Regions from separate parts of the Mus musculus genome. Here region 2 is linked to region 1. Evidence: chromatin contacts called from public Hi-C data. All regions are on one chromosome and are shown on one strand. The core of a region is the stretch at or near the end of the contact, and the rest is flanking DNA. Distances in the headings are between cores, read along the strand shown. Region 1 has its middle 4.9 kb from the start of Gm12708. Region 2 has its middle 96 kb from the start of Gm32240.

Region 1 (2,700 bases), core at 187-2,686:
GGGGCCTGGGATCTTCAGAGGTAAGAGGACAGATGAAAGAAAAGAACCAGTTCAGATTGGCTCAGAGCCCAGGCAGTGGGAATTCAAGCCATGTATTCGGAAACTCAGTTCAAATGACAGCTTGCATCAACTTGCCCATCTGCAAAATAAAGATATACCAATGGCAGCATGAGTTGGCTCTGAGATGCACCACACGTCATGCCTTGCCACCATTTGTTTGGGAGAGAAAGGCAGATGATATTTGAGGTGAGGTGGGAAAAGGAATGGTGGGTCCAGACCCTGGCTTCTAGCCTGAGAGGCTCATGATGTGCGCAGTCATACAGAGGGCTCTGAGCGCAGAAAGCTACACACATGGTAGGATGCTCTGCTCAGCCATCCTGATGATATTTGAACAAGGACCTCAGAGTGTTAGTTTGTACAGGGATCTATCCAATTAAGTAGCCACACTGTAAATGAGGGCCTGTGGGCAGGAAGGGGAATGGTACCTTTGAAGCAAAGTGACCCTGGGTGTACAAAGACCCACCGGCACACAAGATTCACTCAGCCTGTCCCAGGAACAATGCATGTGGGCTGCATTGTTTCTGACCAGAGAGAGCTGGTCGTGATGGGGCGGAGAACAGCTCAAAGTGGAAACCGGTAGAAGGTTAGGATGCTGAATGTAGCCCTGGGAATTCTGTGTGCTCTACACTGCACAGGCAGGCAGCTTGCTGTGTAAGTAAAGGATGGTTCCAGAAGAATTCCCAAGGACCTGGGGATGAAATGGTGTCGAAGCTGTCAGGAGCTAAGTTCAATAGAAGGGAGACCAGACCCAGGAGATGACCAGGCAGAGCTGTGTTCTGGTTTCACAGCCTTCAACACTTTTGTTTTTGTAGACTCCTTTTCCTTAGGAAGGCAAATATATAAATTTATATCTTACAACTATATTAGTGAAAAGGCAAATATCTCAGTACTCTATGCAAACCCGATTTCTCTCTTTGGTTGCAAGTGGGTATTGTACCTACACCTACAGTACTTAATAGGCAAGCCACTTTGACATGGGCCACAAAGTTCCTCAGATCATCAGCTGGGATTACTGGACTATCCTAGAATGGTCCATCTGTTTTTTCTCTTCACAGCCCTGTCAACAGGAGCCTGTTTTGTCTCCAAGTCAATTTCTCAAAAATGGAATGGGTGGCTATTGAGCCTGTAAAAGACATATGTACCTGACTGACAGGTAAAGGGTTCAGGGGAAAATTCCCTGAGACTCATATCTGCAAGTACCTGTGACTTTTCCCCTAATGTCACGTACATCAACCCTGGGTGCTAAGCTACCTACAAGCCACACCCATGAGGTGGGTGGGGAGGTTTAGTCATCAGCAGCCGCTGAGGAGACTGTCTGGAGGAAAGAAATGCCATTATCGGTCTGTCTGTCTGTGGCTGCAATATAAGTCACTCTGGCTTTGCTTCATTATCTCCTCAGAAGACAGCCACCAGTGACTCATCTCTGGTACTCTCCTCCCTATAACCAAGGATGGTGACAAAATGGCCTGATTCAGCAGCAGCAGCCCAGCCTTCCTACTTTCACATCTTTGTTGCTGGATATACTTAGATAGGTGAGCAATAGCAAGAGATGAGGTGCATTCATTTGGAAAAGAAAACTAGGTCTGACCTAGTTGACTCTTCCGGTCTCAATCTTCAACTCACTGTTCTTTAGATCCCTTCCTATTTAGAAGGGAGGCATGCATGAGTGAGTGGATAAGTGAGTGAATGTTTAATCTTTGCTGGTCCAACTTCTGCACTCTAATTCCTGAGGTCAAGAGACAGAACCCAACTGGTTCTGAATCCAGAAGAAAAATTAATCAGACAGGAAAACTGCAGATAAATTTAGACAAAAAAATTTTGGGGAAACTGAGATGGGGTGAAGACAGCATTTGGAATCTCGATTCACCAGAGAAGTATTCAGACACATTACAAGGTAACATGTGTGGCCCCTACGATCATTTCACGATGAGAGTAAGAACTTGTGTTTCAGTAGCAATTACTCTGGTCCAGGTACCCGGCCAACCATATTTACACAGACTCATTCATGTTTGTGTGTCCCTGGAAGGTAGGTGCCTAGGTCAGGAAGAGAAAGGTCATGATGCAAAGACAAATGAACAGAAATGGCTCATTTACATACAGCTCCTTGCTTGCTCATGCTGTACGTTCACCTTTCACTGCTGTGGGGGGAAGCTTCGGTGATCTCCAAGATTAAGAAGCCTAGGAGATCTTAAAGTCTAAGAGGGAAAGGAAGATGGATGCAGGAGCCTGGAAAGCAGGAGATGGTCAAAGAGCCAATCCAGTGAGCTTTGAAAGATAGGACCAAGGGTCAGGGAATGGGACCTTGTTATTTGAGACATCATGGGTGGAATGAAGCTTTCCAAGATATAACCCAGGTGTGGCTCTGAGTGTGGGTGGATGAATCTCTGTAAAGGTAAAAATCCCCAGAGCCGGGGTCAAAGAGCACCAGATGGAGTGATGCTGGTCTTCCTGGGACAACAGGGATCTGGGGGAAGGTGTAACAATCCTGTGTTTAAGTGAATTACAGCTTCCTGGGGTATACATTTTAACAGAAGAGTTTGGAGAGAGTGATTTTTTTTTATGTTCAAACAGAGATATATACAATAAAAGACCCCAAGGAAATGTGTGTGTGCATGTGTGTGTAGGCCTACCTTCCTTCAC
Region 2 (2,700 bases), core at 78-2,577, 120 kb before region 1:
TCGCACCTGCAGGTCCAATATGTCTTCATCTTCTTCCAGGAGGATGGATTCTACCTGTTCAAACCTTCATCCTTGTTCCCAAGGGGCTCCCCCATCTCTAGCCCTTTCTTCCTCAAATAAGTCACTACACTATAGTTAGGACAATGAATTGCCCCTCGAGGCAAGTCCCCCTCAGTCATGTTCCTGCTCTACTGTCTTCAGTGGTCCTTGGTGATTTCAGAAGGGTACCCTCTCCCCAGGTTCCTAAGACCCAGATCTTGTTGCTCCTTCTCTCTCCTTCATCATCATTGATTTACTCCATCCCTCTTTGCTATGTCAAATCGATGAGAACACTCGAAGCATTCCTGACAATATGACCACAGATTCTTTCCTCATTGGGATGCCTGCTGCCAACTTCACCTTGCTGAAATCTTCTCTGTAGTCCTTAGGTAGGTGTAGGATATCCTTCAAGGCCCTCTACATCCACATTTTTTTCTGTTCCCTGGTACTCTGGGTCCAGGAAGTTAGACTGGGTCTGTAGTTTCTTGAGTCTTCTGTTTTTGCTCATGAGTTGCTCACATTAGGAAGCAGCTATCACATGCTGGGCTGGGACCCAGGCACTGCAGATCTAGAGGTTAATAAATGATCACTGCTCTCTGTGCCAACCTCTGACTTCAGCACAGGCAATTACACTTGAGCCTCATTAGACATAATGACTATGAGCACAGCACCAATTAGTAGACAAGTCCTAGTTCTGTGAATTAGCTGGGATGTGACTTGGTTATCACTCTGAGCCTCAGTTTCCCAATCTGCAAGTACAAATAAGAGTGGGACCTCGGGCACTTGCTCTGAGTATGCTGAAGTAGTTAGCATGCTGCCCTGACTTGTACTTGACACTCAGTGAGCATCCATTATTCATTTTATTATAGCAGGTTTGTATAAATTAAGTAAATAAATAGATCTATTCTTGAATGAGAACTGACTGAAGGCTCCACTCACTCAGGTCCAGTTGTCTCCCATCCTCTCCCAGCAGCCACAACTATGCTGTTTTTTTCCAAAATTTGGGAGTCCTGGGTCCTGAAGAAGTGACCCTGGCTTTTGCTCCAGTTTCCTTGCTTCAGAATACTGTTCCCAGAGCACCATGACCCACTCTGTGGCTAACACATCTGGGTGCAGGTGGTCCTGGGGTTTGTAAACAAGAGTTGCCAGACTCTAGCCTGAAGTTCCTGGTTTCTCAGAAACTGCCTGGTTTCCTGCTCAGCTGTTGCTTTTTCTGAAAGGCTTCTATAAGCCCCACTGCCCTTCTGGTAAATCTGACTGGCAGGGGTTCCACTTTCGCTTTCGCTGGACACCCCCTGAGGGAGATTTCTCAGCAGTAGGGGCACTTTCCTTTCTCTTTTGGCCCAACCCTGTCTTCCCCCAAGGCTTCAGAGCTTTTAGGATGTACTTAGTTTCACACTGCTGCTCCTCACAGTATCCAGATTTCCAGCTGCCTCAGAGGTTAGTGAGTGTGGTACTGTGGAGTCTGGCCTGTCAGGGGCACGCTTCCCATCCGATGCCTTGGCTCAAACACTGGGGTTATTCCCTGGGTGCTGAGGAACCTGCAGTCAGCCTCCATCTGAAAACACTAAACAGAGGACTTAGAAACACTTCCTACATTGGCAGCAGCCTGCTGTTATAATTGTTCTGTTCTATCTGTAATTGTTCATCTTTTACTGGGCCTAATTTGAAAGCTGAACCTTATTGTGGGTGTGTCTGTGTGGGAAAACCTTGCACACCCATACTTCCATGCTGTCTGTACTTTTAGGCATTGTAGCATCTTAGAACAAGTCCCCTGCGGACTATGGGAGCTTTCTGTATACTATCTGTTCCTCCTATCATCCCCACAAGGTGGACATGATCTCAAGCCAACAAAGGAGACATGGGTTTGGGTGATGAGAAACCTAGAGAGCAAAGGTTTAAAAAGAAAAACCCACACCTTTGACCTTTAGGAACAAAGTTTGTAATGACTGCAGATGGAAGGCCCCCAAGGGAAACTCACCACTGCTATTTCAATTGCCTTGATTTTTAGAAACTACCAGATTACTTGTGCGTATTTGTCTTTCCCCCTGACCACTTTTCCTCAAGAATTGGATAAGTGGTTCAGGTCAACTTGTCCACTTGCCCTAGTACATGGTTTGAGTTGAGGGAGGAGTGATGAGGGTCCAAGAAGCCAAAACAATCCAGAAAGCTGAGAATGGATGGAGGGTAGCTACGGGTACCAGATCATGGAGGGACTTATAGGGCACCGGAGGAGCTGAACTGAATTCTACGTGCAAGAGGAAGCCACTGGAGGCTTCAAAGCAGAACTCTTGCATGATATAAAAAGATAATTCTGCAGTAGAGTGAAAGGCAGCTAGAAAAATCCAACAAAGCTGTGTTGAAAGCTATCTCAGCACCTCAGGACAGATCTGTGGGAGACTTACAGGCCTGCAGTTCTCAGGCTGCAACAGGACTGGGTAGAGCTTTCTGACCCAATTGCTAGGGTTTCCCCATCAGTGGTTCTGGGCAGGGCCTGAGAGTGTGTTTCTACCAAAGTTGGTACTACTGCTCCTCCGGCGCTACTGTCTTAGAAAAGATGAGGCTGGAGAGGATGAGCAGGGCATGACTTATCCCCCAGAAGATCTTCATATAGGTGAAAAGTAGGTGAACAGCAAAAAGAAGTAGTTTGAAAGCAGCAGA

Evidence for each region. A called contact is a pair of places that touch in the nucleus more often than the background predicts.
Region 2: a Hi-C map of Th1 cells shows a contact between it and region 1, with 2.2 times the contacts expected there. The contact joins two enhancer-like sites. A contact is called at or near these places in 2 of 15 datasets of contacts at CTCF or cohesin (both in the NIH/3T3 cell line), 4 of 484 Hi-C or Micro-C datasets (B cells, CD4 T cells, Th1 cells and 1 more) and 1 of 115 datasets of contacts at active chromatin or transcription factors (CD8 T cells).

Annotation. Positions count from the first base shown.
Region 1 is chr4:95,187,012-95,189,711 of GRCm38.p6, reverse strand. No RefSeq gene overlaps it. Among named protein-coding and RNA genes, the nearest start is that of Gm12708, 4.9 kb to the left of the region's middle. Within about 2 kb of position 1,436, at least 31 of the 459 cell types and tissues checked have an H3K27ac peak or open chromatin away from gene starts, as enhancers often do. A contact at or near this core is called in CD8 T cells, Th1 cells and regulatory T cells, where this site is marked.
Region 2 is chr4:95,302,143-95,304,842 of GRCm38.p6, reverse strand. No RefSeq gene overlaps it. Among named protein-coding and RNA genes, the nearest start is that of Gm32240, 96 kb to the right of the region's middle. Within about 2 kb of position 1,327, at least 135 of the 459 cell types and tissues checked have an H3K27ac peak or open chromatin away from gene starts, as enhancers often do. A contact at or near this core is called in CD8 T cells, Th1 cells and regulatory T cells, where this site is marked.